Regions from separate parts of the Triticum aestivum genome. Here region 2 is linked to region 1. The links are chromatin contacts, called in public Hi-C maps. All regions are on one chromosome and are shown on one strand. The core of a region is the stretch at or near the end of the contact, and the rest is flanking DNA. Distances in the headings are between cores, read along the strand shown. Region 1 holds the start of LOC123156653. Region 2 holds the start of LOC123160011 (WAT1-related protein At1g44800).

Region 1 (5,275 bases), core at 522-3,021:
ATACCAGCAAATCAAACAATACTCTGGTCTAATTCTGATTCTGCTCGATCCCTGTGAATTTGCCAGTTATTAACTACAATAAATCATTTCAGACAACTCGTGGTAAGTTTATGATAAACCTTACCACAAGAAAGCAAGGAAGGGACAAGGGGGAAAAGGTACCATTTCAGTGAGACAAAGCAGCATAAGAAGAAAGAAAACTAGGTGAAATGTTTAGGAGTAGAATTCACTATAGAGCGATGCCGTGAGGTGCAATGTATCCCATAAATTAGAGGCTTTCTGGTATACACAAGGACCACACTTCTACATGTGACAGAGTGGAAATACATACCATGGCTACATCGAACACATGCACCACGCATAATCTTGCAAATAGTGCAGACCATTTTTGTCCGCTTCTCTGGGATGTCTTCGATATTTGTGATAGGTTCCATTGAGTCCATGTCCTCTACAAAAACCTCCGGTGCCCATAGACTACAGAACAAGTGTGCAAAATTCAGGTTGCCCCCATTTGCAATTCCACCAGGCTCACATTTTACAGGTTTCAAAGCACCTTTCTCCGTTGAGCAAAGCACACAAGGCATAAACGCAATCCTGCCTGCATCACTCTGTGTCAACCTCCGTTCACACAAGGCACACATCCAATAGCCATCTGGCTCGACCTGCACACCATAACACTTCCGGTGCACCGACACCTTGCAGCTATTGCACTGGAGCATCCTGTTGGATGCAGCATCACTCTCTCCCAAACAACATACATCACATTTTGAACCAGAGTCACCTTCTAAGGGTGGCAGGACCACAAGCTGTTCAAGCCCAGCATCTGCACCCAGCAGCTTCCTTTTCTTGTTTGGGCGCTCCGAAGTGAGCACAGCCCGTCCTCTTGCTCCTAGGAGCCAATTCAATGAGGAGTCCGGATTCTGGCTGAGGACTGGTAAAACAACACCATCTCTCTTGCCTGGATCTAGTTTAATTACCACCGGCTGCTCGTCTTGGTGCAAAATCACCTCCTGCATATCCCGTTCACAGTGATCTCCACTGGTCCCATTGCTATTGACTAGCTCCGCACTGTTCCAAACAAAATCTGAGCTCTCATGTGGATCATGTTTGCTATGCACCATGCCGTTCTCCAACTCCACCGAGTTCGAATTAGAGTTTTCGGCGACCACGGCCACATCAGACGGATCAACATGTCTCCGCAACACTTTCTTGCCACTGCCCACAAACGGCACGAGGAGGCATGGATCGAGCCAGTTGGAGCTGGAGAGAGGCTTGGGCTCTGCCATCTCCAAATCCTGCAACGTCATATCCCGGAAATAAGGCTCCATCCTGTCCCAGAAAGCATTGGATCTCGCTTTGGGCTGCTCCACAGCAGCTGCCGGGTCCGGCGGCTGAGCCTTCTTGTGCTTCCTCCGCATGTCGCCGACCACCGCCCATCTGGCGACCCGCGCGGGCAGCAGAGGGTTCCGGGCCGCCGCCTCCTCGCCGTCGAACGGCGAGCGCAGGGACAGCGCCTTCCTGGCCTGCTCGGACGTGCCGACGCCGCGAGCCTCCGGCGAGGCCCCGGCGGCCGCGTCGTCGTCGCCGGCGAGCGGCGCATCGTCGCCGGCGTCCGGGGAGGACGGGGCCGCGTCGGCGTCGGCGGCGGGCCGAGCTCTCCGGCGAGGCGCCACGGCGGTTGTGGGGGCGGAAAACCTCTGGGGGCTAGGGTTTCTCTCGGGTCACGATTTTTGGGGGAGTTCAGATCCGCCAGCGGGAGGGAGGGAGAAAGAGGGGAGAGAGAGACGGTTGCTTTTCCTTCTCTGTGTAAAAAAAAAAATCGCGGCGCCCGTTTGTCTGTCGCGTCCCACCGTGTCGTCGTAGTGGGCTGGGCCTCGGGGCGTCGTGCTCCTGCCTCGTGAAAGGTGCCCTCGCCGTAAACGCCACGGGCACCCCGAGGCGACTCGCGCAGCCGCGCACAGACTGGCTGCGGGGGCGGTCCCGTGTTGTCAGTGAGGGAGGTTGCGTGGCCGGAGCGATTTCGTCGAGGGGATATCCCTGACCCAGTGTGTTTCGTCACGGGATTCGGTTCTAGTTGCATGACTGACGTGTGGTCCCGGCTGCCGCTACGTGTCCGCGGATCCTCGGTTCGGTTAGCGGGTTGGCGGGTAGGTGACGGGACGCGTGGTGGTCTATGACTCGAGGCGGGCCCACTTGGTGGGCTGGGCGGGCGACTGCGCACACGTACGCCTGCACGGCCACAGATTTGGAAACGGTTGGGGCCTCCCTTTCACGTGATGTGGGTCAATGGCAGGTGGGGCCCGCGTCTCCGTCTTTATTTTATTTTTTTTGAGATCCAGCGTCTCCGTCTTTATGGGAGCCGTTGGACTGCGCGGTTCTGCTTCGATACGCACAAAGTACCAACAATGGGGCTGGCCCATTTCGCCAACCCACCAAGTGGACCTCGGCCGAAATGGTGAACACACATGGCCGGGTTCGGGCCCGTAAAGGCTTCGTCAAAACAGTAGAGGTTTTATATGTTCTCTCAAAAAATAAGTAGAGGTTTTGTATTCAAATACTATAATTTTTTTCTAGGTTATTTATTTGCTTTGTAGGATTAGAGCGTTGCAATTTTCTCATTAATATAATAAAGGGTTGGCCATTATTTATTTATTAGTACAAATGCCCGTGCGTTGCACCGGGCGAAAAATTAAAACCTGCTCCACTTGCCATTATGCAACACTTCTTTAATCCAATTTTTGCAAACGTCAAAAATAAGACTACATTGAGTATTTCTTTTTTGACCATGAAATTTGGACGTACCCTAACAATGTTCGTATGATCTATTTCAGTTCTCATGCGTTGCAACGTGTTAGGATCAAGCGATGGTGGTAATCGATAGGATGTTCTCACTGGCAATATAATCTGGTACAAGCTTCGGTTACAGGAATAGATCGATCTAAGACGAACTAGGGTTCTTGCCGCCGCCGGGTTCTTGATCCACTGGATCGGGAGAGCCGGGGAGGGGGATCGCCTTAAGTAGTGACTGTGGCTGGGCCGGGCTGCCTGTGCCACTCTGGGCCGAAGAAGCGAGGGTTGACGCGTCGGTTGCGGTTGGGCCGCGCCCGTGCCTTGCTGGCAGGTGGGGCAGGGGTGTCTGGGGTGTTAACATCCCCTCCTCCTTGGGAAGAGGCTTGCCCCCAAGCCTCAGCCTGTGGAAAGCGAGCCTGGAGCGCTTCCTTGTCCTCCCAGGTGATGTCGATAGCTGAGCCGGCGGACCACTGGGCTTGCACTTGTTCGACCATGGAGTCGTTCTTCTTGCGCCACCTTGACTGCAACACCTTGAGAGGAATTGTCGTGTCGCCTGTACCCGAGGGAAGCAATGAAGCAGCTGTGACGCCTGGAAGCAGCGCGTGTCGAAGTTGGGAGACGTGGAAGACTGGGTGCACCGTCGCTTGGGGGGGTAGTTGGAGCTTGTAGGCGACCTCGTTGACCTTGGCGACAATCTTGAACGGTCCATAGAACTTGTAGCTGAGCTTGTGGTTGGCGCGGGGGGCCACCGAAGTTTGGATATATGGCTGGAGCTTGAGGAAGACCTGGTCACCGACTTGAAACTGCCTGAACGAACGCTTCTTGTTCGCCTGGTCTTGCATGATCTGGCGCGCGCGATGGAGCTACTGCTGTATCAGGTCTTACATGACGGCCCTTTCTTCGAGCCACGCTTGCAGTGCAGGGACCGATGATGATGTTGTTGCTGTAATCCCCCAGTGCCTTGGCTCCCTTCCGAACATGGCCTTGAACGGCGTCATCCCAATCGCCGAGTGGTGCGACGAGTTGTACCAGAATTGGGCCAAGGGCACCCAGAAGCTCCATCGCTTGGGGCACGCTTGCACAAAGCAACGAAGGTAGGTTTCGATGCACTGATTCACCCTCTCGGTCTGCCCGTCGGTCTGGGGGTGATTCGCCGTGCTCATCCGGAGTTCTGTGCCCGTGTATTTGAACAACTCCTGCCAAAAGTGACTGCTAAAGACTGGGTCGCGGTCGGATACAATTGCCCCTGGGAAGCCATGCAGCTTGTACAACTGTTGCATATAGAGCAGAGCCACTTTAGATGTTGTGTATGGGTGAGCCAGAGGAAGGAAATGGGCAAACCGCGTTCTCTTGTCGACGACAACCAGCAAACAATTGTATTGGCCTGATTGCGGCAATCCATCCACGAAATCCATGGTGATTAGATCCCATGATTCCTTAGGTATAGGGAGGGGTAGCAACAGGCCTGGTGAAGCAGCATGATCCGGTTTGGCTTGTTGGCAGACTTGGCAGCATCGCACGTACTGCTGGACGTGTGCTTTCATCTTAGGCCACGCAAAGAGCCTACGCACGCGGCGATATGTCACTGGAAATCCCGAGTGCCCCCCCCCATCGGACTGTCATGGAAGGCCGCGATGATGTGCTGCTGCATTGTTGTGGTCCCCCCTAGCCAGATGCGGCCGCGAAAGCGGAGGAGTCTGTTTTGCAACTGAAATCGCCCTTTGGGGTCCTCCCGCACAGCTAGTTGCTCCAGGAGGCGTTGCGCTTGCGGGTTGGTATTGTAGCTGTTGACAATGTCCTCTAGCCAAGCTGGTTGGCACACGCTGAGGGTGTGTAGTACTTCTTCAGTGTTGGACCTCGACAGGGCATCGGCTGCTGTGTTCTCTGTCCCTTTCTTGTATTTGATGGTATACTGGAGCCCCAACAGCTTCGTGAAGGCTCGTTGCTGCCACGGTGTTGTGAGCCGTTGTTCTGTCAAATGTATCAGGCTCCGCTGGTCAGTGAGGATAGTGAACTCTGCATGCTGGAGGTAAGGGCGCCACTGGTCAATAGCTACGATGACTGCCAAATACTCCTTCTCATATGTCGAGAGGCCTTGGTAGCGCGGGCTCAATGCTTTGCTCATATATGCGATCGGGTGGCCACCTTGCTGGAGAATTACGCCTATTCCCTTGTCACAGGCATCGGTCTCGATCATAAACGATTGGGTGAAGTTGGGCAGAGCGAGTACTGGAGCCTCGATCAGGTGTCGCTTCAGTAGTTGGAAAGCAGTATCCGTTGCAGGAGTCCACACGAAAGGTGCTCCTTTCTTCAGCAGATTGAACAAGGGTTGTGCTATGATGCCAAAATTCTTGACGAATCGCCGATAGTACCCTGCAAGCCCCAAGAAGCTGCGTACTGCCTTGACATCCGTTGGTGTTTCCCAGTTTGCCACCGCGCGTATCTTGGTTGGATCAGTTGACACCCCCTTGCTACTGATGACATG
Region 2 (5,440 bases), core at 1,006-3,505, 890 kb after region 1:
ACACTGAGATGAGAACCACAGGATTAGTTAACTGATTACTGCAGTGATTGTGACGGGTCTTAATTAATATCAAGAGAGTTTACTGAGCTAACGTAATCACCTTCCGAGAGTGGTCTCTTCCTTGAGGATGACGGAGCCGAGGACGGCGGTGATGATCATGCAGAGGGGCTGGAAGGCCGTGACGAACACCGGCCCGCGCGTCTCCGTCACGATGCCCTGCACGAAGAAGGCCACGCCGGAGCACACCACGCCCTGCATGCACACGCGCATAATTTATCCATTAGCTCGTTAATAACCAATGGGGTCGACTGGCCGGCTGCACCTGCATGCATGCAGCTTGACTAGGGGGCACTGCTTACCGAGTAGACGACGGTGAAGAGGCGGGTGTCCAAGCCGATGACCCACGCGCTCATGTCGTGGCGCTCCGCCACCAGCGCCATCGAGCCGTTGATCCCGGTGCCCATCGCGCAGATCAGCGTCGTCAGCGTCAGCGCCGCCGGGTAGCTGTTGAGCGTGTTCGACTGCATGCATTCGCGAGCGGCGCAATTAAGGTACGTATACTACTACAGTACTAGCTGTTGCTGCTGCCATTAATGGCGCCCGGCGTGGCCGGTGTGTGCGTACCTGGAGGACGAAGAAGCCGGCCCAGGCGACGCAGCTGGTGATGATGGCGATGGTGCCCTTGAGCCAGGTGGCGCTGCTCTGGGCGGCGGCGGCGGAGGCGGCCTGGTCGACGTGGTGGGCGCCCCTGGCCCACGGGAACTGCACCACGGGGCCGTGGTACATGATCATCAGCACCGCGCCGATGACGGTGCAGATGGTGCCGGCGACCTTGGCCTGGCTGTGGGAGCTCCGGAGCCGGAGCTTCTCCATCCGCAGGACGATGGCCATGATGAAGGTGACGGCCGGCAGGATGTTGACCAGCGCCGACGAGAAGCTGGCCGAGGTCAGCTTGTTGCCCACGTAGTACAGGTTCTGGTCAAGCACAGGCCTGCAGGTTGGGAACCCACGACCACGAGTAATAATCAGTACACCATAATTCATTGACCGACCGACAGCTGGTAAATAAAAACAGTCAGTAAAAAAAAGCATCGCACGTACTCGAGCAGCGCCAGCCCCAAGATCTTGATGAAGATGCGGAGTGTCATCTTGGGCCGTGTCCCCCTGCAATTTCGCAAGCACAACAGACGATCAGTAGCTGTCAGCTAGTACTCCATACAAGACGCCAAAGACAAGTTAGCAACGGCAAGTTTATCATGCGTGAAACGAAAGCACAGCTCAGAGCTGGGCATTAGCAATTGGCATGAAGCTAATTAAAGCTTTGCTTGCTCAAAAGAACTCTAGTGCGGTTATACACACACAGCACATGGAAGCAAAGGTTGTCGGGGTGCATCCGTGCATGTGTCGGTTGGGTATAGATTAATCCAGAGGCGTCCTGACTCCTGACTGACCGATGTCACGGAAAGGAAGGGGGTCGAGGCCTCGAGGGAGAGAAAAGCCGACGTGAAGTGAAAAAAGACCTGGGCATGCATCGCTAGGATGCGATAGGATTGCGCTCCTGGTGTCTCGCACCAGTGTGCAACTGTGCATCTAGTGCTTGATTACGTAGTGATTGATTGAAACTAGCTAGTACTAGTACGAGCAGATAACATTGATAACCATTTTACTTTGGCTGATGATAATAATAACTACACTTGGAACTGATGAAACAAAAACGAACTGGGCTTCTGAAACATTCGGTGGAAGCTAGGCTAGGCTACCCTGCCCCTTGTCCTTGTGCATGCATGCATGTAAACAGTTTGACATGCATGCACACGCAAGAAGATTAGATGGAGAAGGACGGAGAAGCAAGGTAGAGATTGGGAGGTTGGTGCTAGCCAGTACGTACTTCTCGAAGAAGAGGGCGAAGGGCAGCATGACGAGCGTGGCAACGAGGTTGCGGTAGGTGACGAGGACGTAGTGGCTCATGCCGCGCTTGAGCGAGGCGACGGAGACGATGTACATCCCGGCGTACCCGATCTGCAGCAGGATCATCATCATGTACGGCTTCACGTCGTTCAGCACCTTCTTCCCCACGCCCATGGCTGACGCTCTCCCTCTCTCACACAAGCACGAGCGGAGGGTGGATGGAGGCACGAGCGCACAGCTCTCACCACGTACTCGCACCGTGCGTGTGAGGCTGCGGCTCGGCGCTCGGCTGCTGGGCGGGTGGCTGCTGAGCTCAGACGACTGCGGTACGCGGCGATGGAAAATGAGCTCGCGGACGGGGCAATTTATAGCGGGGTACAGGTTTGTGGGGGTGAGGTCAGCCGGTCAGCTCGGCATGCATTGGCCCGCGCCGCGCACCACCCGTGCACAGTGCTCCTAGCTAGAGTATGTGCGTGCTAGTAGGAGTAGTAGGAGTTGGTGTGCGTGTGTGGTGTGGTTGTGGTGTCGACGGAGACGGATGGATGGATCCCGAGTCACCCGTGCACCCAATTTCCTGTCTTCAATTTGATTAGGGCGCCACGAGCTCTAGCGCTCGATGGAACGTGGCCGGCCGGGCCGGGACGTGCGCGTCGACGTTGCCGATCCACTTCCGGCCCGCCTCCCCTGTCAGCGCTGCCTCCTGCTCTGCTTCCTGTGCCGGCAGCAGGCCAGCAACGGAGGAGACGCCCGGCGGTACGAAATGCCGCCTGGATGTCGCCCCCAACGGCAACGGAGTGCCGACGTGCGACGCGGTCCGACGGTGGCAAGCATTTTTTTCTCAGAGCGTTTCCCGAAACTGTACTGGTAGTCATCAATCAATGGGTTAAAGAGGGGGAGTCATGGCAGCAGTAACTTCGCCCGCCAGGCCAGCTGGGTTCGAATTCTCATGTTCACGTAACGACGCAGAAATCAGAGAATGTGTGTTTTCAGAAAGGGACTTCGGAATAGCATGCTACCGTCTAGACTACAGAATAGCCGTATAGAGACGATAGCGATGCTACCTTCTAGATACATCTGTTCGAGCGTCAATTAATACGGGATGAAGGAAGTAGCTAGAGAAAGAAAATATTAAATATCCGCCCTGCATAAGGCTAGCTATAGTGGAAGTAACTTACGTAGTAACATAGCACATCCCAAGACATATATGCTTATGTGGCATGAAGTTAATGAGGAGAGAGGTGCTTGTGGTAACATAATATGTTACCATAACATAACGCACCCCAATACAAAATGAGTCTACAACATAATAAATGAAGGCTTGCATGACACTACACTTATGTTATTACCCACTATGATGGTAGTAATATAGACTAGTAACATATGCATGTTACTAGTCTAAGTTACTATGCACTATGACTAGCCTAAAGCTAGCCATAGTGAAAGTAACTTAGGCAATAACATAACGCACTCCAAGACATGTATGCTTATGTGGCATAGAGTTAATGAGGAGAGAGGTGCTTATGGTATGTTACCGTAACATAACACACCCCAATGCAAAATGAGTCTACATCATAATAAATGATGACACTATACTTACTCGCAACCAACGAATAGATGATGCACGCAACCAACGAATCCAAAGAACGAGAAGTTCAGATGAGTACAACAGAAGTTCGGACACAGCCTAGACGAGCTCTTAACAGTGGTGTCGTAACAGCAAATCAACAACTAAAAAGGGCCTCGTTTCAGCCATCGTCGGTAGGTCAGGCCTCAAACTGCCACATGTACCGCCAAGATGAGCTTGTCTCATGTCCAATGAGTGACATCCTGGGAATCCTAAGATCGCACCATTTTTACCTGTAAGAATGATTTACAAAGGGAGGAAACATGTTCTTTTTTTTTCTGTTAGAAGAAGTAATGTCATCTCAACATAGCCAGCTGAATCAAACACCCCTTGTGGCAAGGTATTTGTTGTTTACTTTCCCCACTCCTGTCGTTACCAAATTACAACAACAAATATAGTAGGTTTCGCATGCTAAACAACGCGATCAATACTTGGTCTTATCACAACACAACGATTGATGCATATATGGAAGACGAATAGTGGCAAAGGCGGTGTGGGGCCGGGGACGGAGAGGGCTGTGTGCCACGCGCTGTTCGTGTTTCACACAAATGTCCATTAGTTCTGGCGTCTGACTGCTACGAGTATCGGTGTGTACTGTGTGCCACGCGCAGCTCGTCCTTCACACAAAAAAAGCAACTGTCTAGCAATGGGCTACTACTCAGATCCAGGGCATCCACACCACTAAGGAAAATTTCTAGAGATGTCACCTTCTAAAGCTCCTTCCACACATGGAGAAGGACCACAAACTCTAGAGATTTTTTACCACGTCATTTTTGTCTACCGTAAACCAAATCAGATTAGCAATAATCATTTGTTGAAAAAAAAAGAACAATAATCCCTTGCGATCAGTACACAACAAACAAGACAAATCCGGTACGATGTGCCTCTACAAGAATTATTGTCCAGTTAGAAGTCTATGAAGAAACGCTAACCAATAATGACAAATATGGACACGTGGACACTAAGAAAGATTGCAAAGAGTTGCAACGGAAAAATTGACAACCCACTATGAATTAATGACATCATATGGAGATAGGACACAACCAACAAAAGTGGAATGAAGCTTCCACATTTGCATGCAACCCCAAACTGAATGGCTGAAGCTAATAGCTCTGCACTGCCTAGCTGCATGCCTCCATCCATATTGGCCGTATTCCCTAGTCTGACCCACTATGCCACATTTAGCTATGATAAACTCCCGTATGCGCGGCGCGATGACCCTCGTGGTTATCCCAGAAGCAAAATTGATATGTGCATTCATGGACCAATGGTATCTATCGCGGCTACTCGAGGGAATTCCATGGCAGAAAGCAGCAAAGATGTAAATATAGGAATGTTATCAACACAAGCTTTAACGGAAATGACCCGCTATCCTTTTAACAACTTTAGCACCTATGAAGATATCATACCTATGACACACAAACTTACTATTGGCAATCTTGCACATTTTAAAAATGTCCCCATGGAAGATATTTTATGGTTTTGATGTTTTGTCTTTAAGCAATGCACATTATCGTGCTTGAATTGCATAAACTTTCTTTTGGGAAAGGTTGGGGTTATTTAATGGATAGGTGTACGCACGCAACATTTTTATCTAACCGAGTGTGCCATCGAATGAAAGGAGCTAAAACAGCAACATGATAAGCTTTCTCTCCATGCATCCGTTGCCTTCGCCTGGCGCTGTACCACAAAAGAAGAAGAGAGGACGCCGATGCGTGTCCCCCTCTTCCCAAAGAAAGAAAATGACGAGGAGTTTCTCCGCGGCGGCCCTTCTCTCCTTTCCCGCAGATGGAAAACAACATCGCCCACCCACCCGCCTGAATGGTTTCTTGTGGCGCCAAACTATCTAAGCACCAATGTGGAATGGAGATCGACAGCAGCCGCAGAGTGGCTCTCCTTTTCTCAAAA

The links. Hi-C and Micro-C count contacts between places; a contact is called where the count stands out from the background.
Region 2: a Hi-C map of leaf shows a contact between it and region 1, with 5 times the contacts expected there. The contact joins the promoter of LOC123160011 here to the promoter of LOC123156653 in region 1. A contact is called at or near these places in 3 of 5 Hi-C or Micro-C datasets (all in leaf).

Annotation. Positions count from the first base shown.
Region 1 is chr7B:85,708,998-85,714,272 of IWGSC CS RefSeq v2.1, forward strand. It overlaps LOC123156653, which reads right to left and starts at 1,772. Exons shown (of 18, transcript XM_044574803.1): 1 at 332-1,772. The coding sequence starts at 1,418.
Region 2 is chr7B:86,599,389-86,604,828 of IWGSC CS RefSeq v2.1, forward strand. It overlaps LOC123160011 (WAT1-related protein At1g44800), which reads right to left and starts at 2,256. Exons shown (of 6, transcript XM_044577828.1): 1 at 1,889-2,256; 2 at 1,102-1,164; 3 at 625-991; 4 at 360-521; 5 at 101-252; 6 at 1-3. The coding sequence starts at 2,082.